Linked DNA regions of Mus musculus: region 1 is linked to region 2. Evidence: chromatin contacts called from public HiChIP or PLAC-seq data. All regions are on one chromosome and are shown on one strand. Each heading gives the region's core, a stretch centred on a gene start, on an enhancer-like site or on the middle of the called end of the contact. The rest is flanking DNA. Distances are from core to core; before and after follow the strand shown.

Region 1 (3,165 bases), core at 79-2,578, 150 kb before region 2:
GTTTCCTGTGTGAGCACCTGAGCCTACAGTTCACATCAAGTACAAGAATGGGCCTGGACATGCAGACAGTGGGAATTCCTAAGCCAGCAGTGGAGGGACAGTAGGGGGCATCTATCAGAGTCCCCCAGAGGATGCACCAGACTCTCATTTGCATGAAGGAGACAGGAGACTCAGAGAAAGATGGCATCTGCATTACCATTAATATTTGCTTTAAGTCTACCCCAGGCTGCAAGGAGAGCTTCCCACTCCTGTAGGGTGTGACACTGTAAAGATCATTAAGAGCTAACATTCATGCCAAAGGGCCACCTCAGGACCTAAGGAAACATGGGACAGCAAGCAGGGATGGAGGCTCCAGCGGGGCACATTCTCTGGGAAGACCACACACACACACACACACACACACACACAGTTCAACGCCACCAAGCTCTGGGGATAGACACACTGCCTAGCCATCCGACCCCGCCTTTTCCCGCTCTGCAGCCTGGGTGAGTTAGTTTGCCTCTTTGTCTTTGAGTTTTCTCCTCTGTCAAAATGAGAAACACTGTGGCCCAGGGCTGTTCTCAAGACAGTTTCACTGGGGTTTGGGCGGGGTGAGGGAAGGGCTGGAGCAGCAGAACTGAATCATGAAGAGTGAGGCATCATAGCTAGGGGAAATAATGAGTCGCTGGGAACAGTGGCCTGGAGGTTTGGTTCGGGAGACACAGGACAGAAACCTGCAAAGGTGTAAGTGTGGGTGTGATATACACCTGTGTCTCCAGCACCTCACCCCTACCTCCAGTCCCCTCCCACCCTTGCTTCCCAAGGACAGTTCCATCTTCACTACAGGCGTGTGGTAGGGAGCATCTTCCTGGCCACCACTGGCCTGGGAGAGGGCCCCTCACCCATCCTGGAAGAAGATACTCTAACCCATTCTGGTAAAAATACCATGAGACTTGTAGCCTGGTGGTTACTTCACCCCGCCATGTTTTTTCTCTTATTTGTTGGTAGGGTGGCGGTGTTTTTCCAAAAGGACCAATGTGGCTGAGACGATGAAACCAGCACTCAAAAGGAAGAGGAACAAGGGATGGCTGAGGCCTCTGTAACACGCAAGTCCCTAAGCACAAATCCCGTGACTTAGCTGATATGAGCTGGGTCTCATGGCTGTTCTAATTGAGGAAGCCAAGAATCAGACACAAGGGACCTGGCACAGGAAGCTGAGGGTCAGATCTTCCTTCCGAGGATAATGTCACTGAAAATGACACGCAAAGCTGCTTTTGAGGGATGAGTGTACTGCAGTGGGCAGAACTCCAGGTGGGGTGGAGCAGTGCTCCGAGCCACAAGGCCAGTGCATCATTTGAAATGTGCTGAAGGTTCAAGACTCCATTTCCACTCCTTACAGGGAGTGGCTGACTCAGAAAGAACCACTCCTTCCTGACCCCTGGCATCTCCTCTGACCTCATTTCCCAAATGACCCTCAGAACTACCTTTTGTTGATGGAAAACAATTCCCAATGCTGTCTCCTACCACGCCCCCCACGTGTTCCCCATTTGAACTCAACTCTCCTTCTAAGACCTCTGCAGTAGCCACTTTCTATGACTTTCTACCTCCTGGCTTCAACTCTACAAACGGCCACCCACAATGCCACAGGACTCTATATCACTCTTCTGCCAAGAGATTTTAGTCACAGTTGCACCCAGCTAAGGCGAGATCCAGAAAGTCTTTCTGCTTATGCCCTAATTAATGGGCTTCTAACACAAAGAATTCTCTGGCTCCTGCCCATGAGGACCAGGGGCCCACACCCCACCCTGCCCCAACCCATTCTTCTAACAGCTCCACCAACTGAAGCCATACACTGATCCTGCTAACCTGCTAGGATCGGTTCTGACCTTGTCGGGAGACCCAGACCACAAAAGGACCATGAATACCGAGGATAGAGGACTTAAGGACGGGGAAGAAGGTTATGAGTGACAGTTGGGGTCTCAGAGCCCACAAGTTTGCATAAAATCCTCAGGCTCTCATTAGTCTATGAGTTGTCAAGGCCTGGGAAACACTAGACTTGTCCCCAAGGGCTCACGGCCACCTACAGAGAAAGCCAAGCTTTTTCCCCCCACAAAGACCCAAACTAACTTGCTATTAAGTCCTTATGCATGGCCCCTGTTCTATGGCTCTGAATATGTTGTCCTGTGTCCTCCTCTGTGTCTCAGTAGTGTGGATGGAAAGACAGACAGACCTGGAGAGGTGCTGACTCTGTAGCCTGGCTGGGGACTGGAGAGCAGCCAGAGGGGAGCCAGACAAGGTATAGGATGGGTCTGAAGCTTAAGCTAACGATCTGAGAGGAGTCTACTCAAAGACTGCAGGCAGCTGTATGAAAGGCCTCAGGATATTAGGTCTTTAGGGAAGATGGTCATCAGGCCTTCTTTGCCTCTGGGTCCCAGAACCTTGCCCAGTGCCTCACACACAGCTGTGCCTTAGTAGATACTTTCTGCCAGAGACAGAATCACGCCCATCAGCTCACCTGCCATGTGGTAGCTTTTTTTTCCCTTCCTTCCTTCCTTCCTTCCTTCCTTCCTTCCTTCCTTCCCCCCCCCCTCTCTCTTTCTTTCTCTCTCTCACTACTGAGTGTAGAGAAGAGAGTTTGCAGGCTAGTCAAAGACGAATAACCTTAGGCACATTCTGACTTTTTCTCTGGCACTCAGGGATGAGAGTTCACCTCTCACAGAACAACCTAATACTCAAGAAGAACTCAGTTCCATAAGTAGCATGGGTAGGCACTTGCTCAAACCAAGGTGATCCTTAGCACTGAATGTGAATAGTTTCTTTTTACCAAAAAACGTAGAACATAAAACTATGAATAAAATCTACCAGGAAGTTTTAGAGATCTGGCCCTTAAGAGATTATTAAAATGTTTTTTTTTTTTTAATTACGTGAATTCTGTAGGAGTCAGAGGACAACTTGGTCCCTCCGTTCACTGTGTGGGTTTCTGGAGACCAAACTCAAGTTGTCAGGCTTGGCAGCAAGTACCTTCACCCAGTGAGCCATCTCTCTGGCCTCTGAGAAAATTAGTTCTAATGGAATTAAAGAATAAAAACCAGCTGTTACACAACATAATCTCTACTTATGCACAACTTTGTTTAGTCTATTTGTTCAAGTTCAAAGGCAGCAATTCTTGGGGCTTGGTGGGGGGCG
Region 2 (3,376 bases), core at 17-2,516:
TCAAATCATTGGCAACCTTCCTAACCCTTTAATACAGTTCCTCATGTTGTAATGACCCTCAACCTTAAAACTATCTTGTTGCAACTTCATAACTGTAATTTTGCTATTGTAATCAATCATTATGAATCATAATGTAAATATTGATGCATAGGATATCTTATATTTAACCCCCAAAGAGATCGTGACCCATCGTGACCAGTTGAAAACTGATGCTCTAGAGACTGTAAGGAAGTCTGTTTCCAGATAACTCTACCTTGTGTCAACTCGACAAAACCCAATCAGCACAAAATACATGGAAGACAGGAAAGCACTACTCTAGGTCTGTCTTTGAGGATAATATCGCAAGGACTCTGGTTTAATGAATGGCTTTGCCTATTGATAGATTCAAAATTTGAACAGGTCATTGGGAAGCAATGGAAATTCCTGCCTAGTGGGGGGGGGGGAAGCTGGTCACTAAGAACATGTCTCAGGGGAGTTCTAATTTTCCATGATCCTTTCTTGTCTCTTCCAGCCCCTCGTGACTGCCAGCACTCCTTGGTTTGTGGCTACATCACTCCAATCTTTGTTCTAGGACCACACTGTCTTCTGTCTATGTGAAATCTCCCTCTGCCTTTTATAAAGATATTTGTAATTACATAGAGAGGCTCCACCCAAACAACCCAGAATAACTCCTTCCTCTTGTGATCTTCTACCACAAAGGCCCTTTTGCCTATAAGGCAGCAGTCACAGTTTCCAGACATTATCAGCCTATCGCATGCATTGTTTAATGCTCATAAATATTGCCGGAGCCACATGCAGACTGCCCCATCTTCTGCTCATCCTCACTGTTGCTGGCACAGGTTCCTGTTGCTGCTCCCAGCTTCGGCTGCTCTTTTCCACTCTGTTTGACTTCTCTTTGATGATCCCTCAGCCATTAATAATTCTAACTTCCCGGTGACAACCTTTTGACTCTTAGTAAGTAGCAGGTTTACTTTTCCAAAGAAAAGCATGTAATTGTTTTGATGGTTAAATAACCTGGTAGATAATTAATGTGACAATTTAAAGCTGGTCTGTGTGAGGGGAGGGGAGTCTATTTCTTTTATCAGAACAGCACCTTGAGATATCAAGAAGATAAAGACAATTTCTCTAGGAAGTGTGGATTATGACTAATAAATCATAGTAGGGATGTATCTGCCTGGGAACCAGCTGTAATGATCTTACAGAGCACTCACTCCTGATGCCTGTCAGTGTCATGATGATTCAGTGCCACATGGGCTGGAACTATATTGCTCAACATGTTATACTGTGAGTGAAATCGGGTGTGTCTGTGGCCTGTGCACCTATCTCAGCTGGTAGCTAGATCGGGGTAGGAAGAGACAGAAATGCTCTTGTGTATCCTTTATCAGCCACGACACAAGGAAGTGTTGGACATAGGAAGGTTCCAGATCAACGTCTGACCGAATACTCATGTGGTCAGTTTTCCTTCTTAAAATGTTCAAACTACCACTAAGTTTGGAATTACAAGATGATTCATGTTAGCCACAAAGCATTATGTAGGCCCGGAAAATATACTAAAGAATCCTTCATCAAAAGAAATAAGTGATGGTGTGTGTCTATGTGTGTATGTGTCTACAGTAACTTTTGTTATTTATGTGTAGGGGGCACACACTACTCACACTTGTGGAAACCCAAGGAGAACTTCCAGAAATCTGTTCTCTCCTCTGCCTCGTGCTTCTCAGGGACTGAATTCATGGTAGCAGGCTTGGCAGCATACGCCTTTCGCCTTTTATCATGGAGCGGTCCTGCTGGCCTCCAGTGTGGTAACTGTACTGATCTCCACCATGATTCCCACTAGAAATATAAATCATCAAGTAAAAGGAAATGAATGCAATATCTAAAGTGGATATTTCAATGGACAGAGGGCAAAAAAAAAATCTGAAATCATATTAGCAATTACTTGGAAATTATGTGATACAAGTTGGTTCAAGTTGAAGAAAATCCAATTTCCAGAAACTCCCATTATTTTTGCACCTTCCCTCACAGCATTCTCAAATTTGAAATTAAGTGTTTAACTTATAGATGGCTGATTCTCACTTACAAAAGAAATACAAGTATTATGCAAATCACCTCGTATCCACACAACTTCCACAACTACACACTTACAACTCTGCAGCTTGCTACATATTCTCCATGAGTAGTTTGCTTAAAGCTCTTGATGCATCCCCTGCCCCTTTCCTGTTTCACTCGAAACATCTCAGCTTAAAGGAACGTGATAAATGGGGGGGGGGGGTCTTATCTTAACACAACAAGGCACCAGAATTGGTCCCGGTTGAAGGAATTTGTACTCTAATTGAGCAAAGATTATTCTTTCAACTCTCCTTTGATATTTGGCATTGGACCAAGGAGCCTAAAATTAGCTGCCTTTCGAATCCAGGTGTGGCTGAGTGGAAGCAATTCCATTTGCCCCAGGAAGTCACAGGAGTTGTTGAAATAGTTTAAGTGGGATTCTGGTCAAGGTGTTTGTTTGGGGCCACCTCTTGCTGCAGAAAATGAAAAGCCACCTTACCGCAGAGATGAAAGGGACCACTGAGAACATCACTTAGGAACTCTCCATCTTGCTGCTTAGGAGTGGTGGACATTTCCCAGCCTTGTTCTGCACCAACAGAATAGGGTCTTCCTTTCCCTTGTCTTAGTGACCCCTCAGAGGCCTTCTAGAGACTAGATGAGGGAGCGTGCAAGCATGCGCATGATTGCTTTTCCACATCACTATGGTGGTTTTGGAACATGTCTACCTATTCTTTAACCCTCCTTCCATCCACATGCGCCAAGCTTAGGGACTCACTCGTCGCCAGCGGAACACAGCAACACTATCACCTGCACTCTGTTCTCCCATCCTCACCAAGCTGAAACCTCAGACACTTCTTGCTGGCAGAAGACCACTCTCTCCAAAGGGACCTATGAAAGAAGCTAGACACCAACTCTTGCACTTAAAACTGTCACTAGTGTAGAGTGTGAAGGTCACTGGCTCACCCAAGCAATGAAATCCTCCACGCTGTCTCTGACGTGTAACTGCAATGATACCAGCAGGGTATCTTAGGGTTTCATTGCTGTGAAGAGACACCATGACCAAGGCAACTTTTATAAAGGGCAACATTTAATTGAGGCTGGCTTAGTTTCAGAGGTTCAGTCCATTATCATCATGATAGGAAGCATGGCAATGCCCAGGCAGATACGGTGCTGGAAGAGGTGAGAGTTCTACATCTAAATCTGAAGGCAGCCAGGAGGGGACTTTTCTGAACTGGGCAGAGCTTGAGCACTAAGACTTTAAGCCCCGCCCTCTCAGTGACACACTTCCTCCAACAAGGCCACACCTATTCCAACAAGGACACACTTCCTG

Evidence for each region. HiChIP or PLAC-seq counts read pairs in DNA pulled down with a chosen protein or histone mark.
Region 1: a contact with region 2 is called in a CTCF HiChIP or PLAC-seq map of the NIH/3T3 cell line, with 8 read pairs. The contact joins two enhancer-like sites. A contact is called at or near these places in 1 of 15 datasets of contacts at CTCF or cohesin (the NIH/3T3 cell line), 2 of 484 Hi-C or Micro-C datasets (bone marrow-derived macrophages and muscle stem cells), 3 of 115 datasets of contacts at active chromatin or transcription factors (embryonic stem cells and pancreatic cancer cells) and 4 of 9 other capture datasets (adipose tissue, embryonic stem cells, liver and 1 more).

Annotation. Positions count from the first base shown.
Region 1 is chr3:122,496,129-122,499,293 of GRCm38.p6, reverse strand. The region is part of intron 3 of Bcar3 (breast cancer anti-estrogen resistance 3); the gene reads right to left. Among named protein-coding and RNA genes, the nearest start is that of Gm34349, 17 kb to the right of the region's middle. Within about 2 kb of position 1,328, at least 43 of the 459 cell types and tissues checked have an H3K27ac peak or open chromatin away from gene starts, as enhancers often do. A contact at or near this core is called in the NIH/3T3 cell line, bone marrow-derived macrophages and pancreatic cancer cells, where this site is marked.
Region 2 is chr3:122,346,766-122,350,141 of GRCm38.p6, reverse strand. No RefSeq gene overlaps it. Among named protein-coding and RNA genes, the nearest start is that of Gm40139, 27 kb to the right of the region's middle. Within about 2 kb of position 1,266, at least 53 of the 459 cell types and tissues checked have an H3K27ac peak or open chromatin away from gene starts, as enhancers often do. A contact at or near this core is called in the NIH/3T3 cell line, bone marrow-derived macrophages and pancreatic cancer cells, where this site is marked.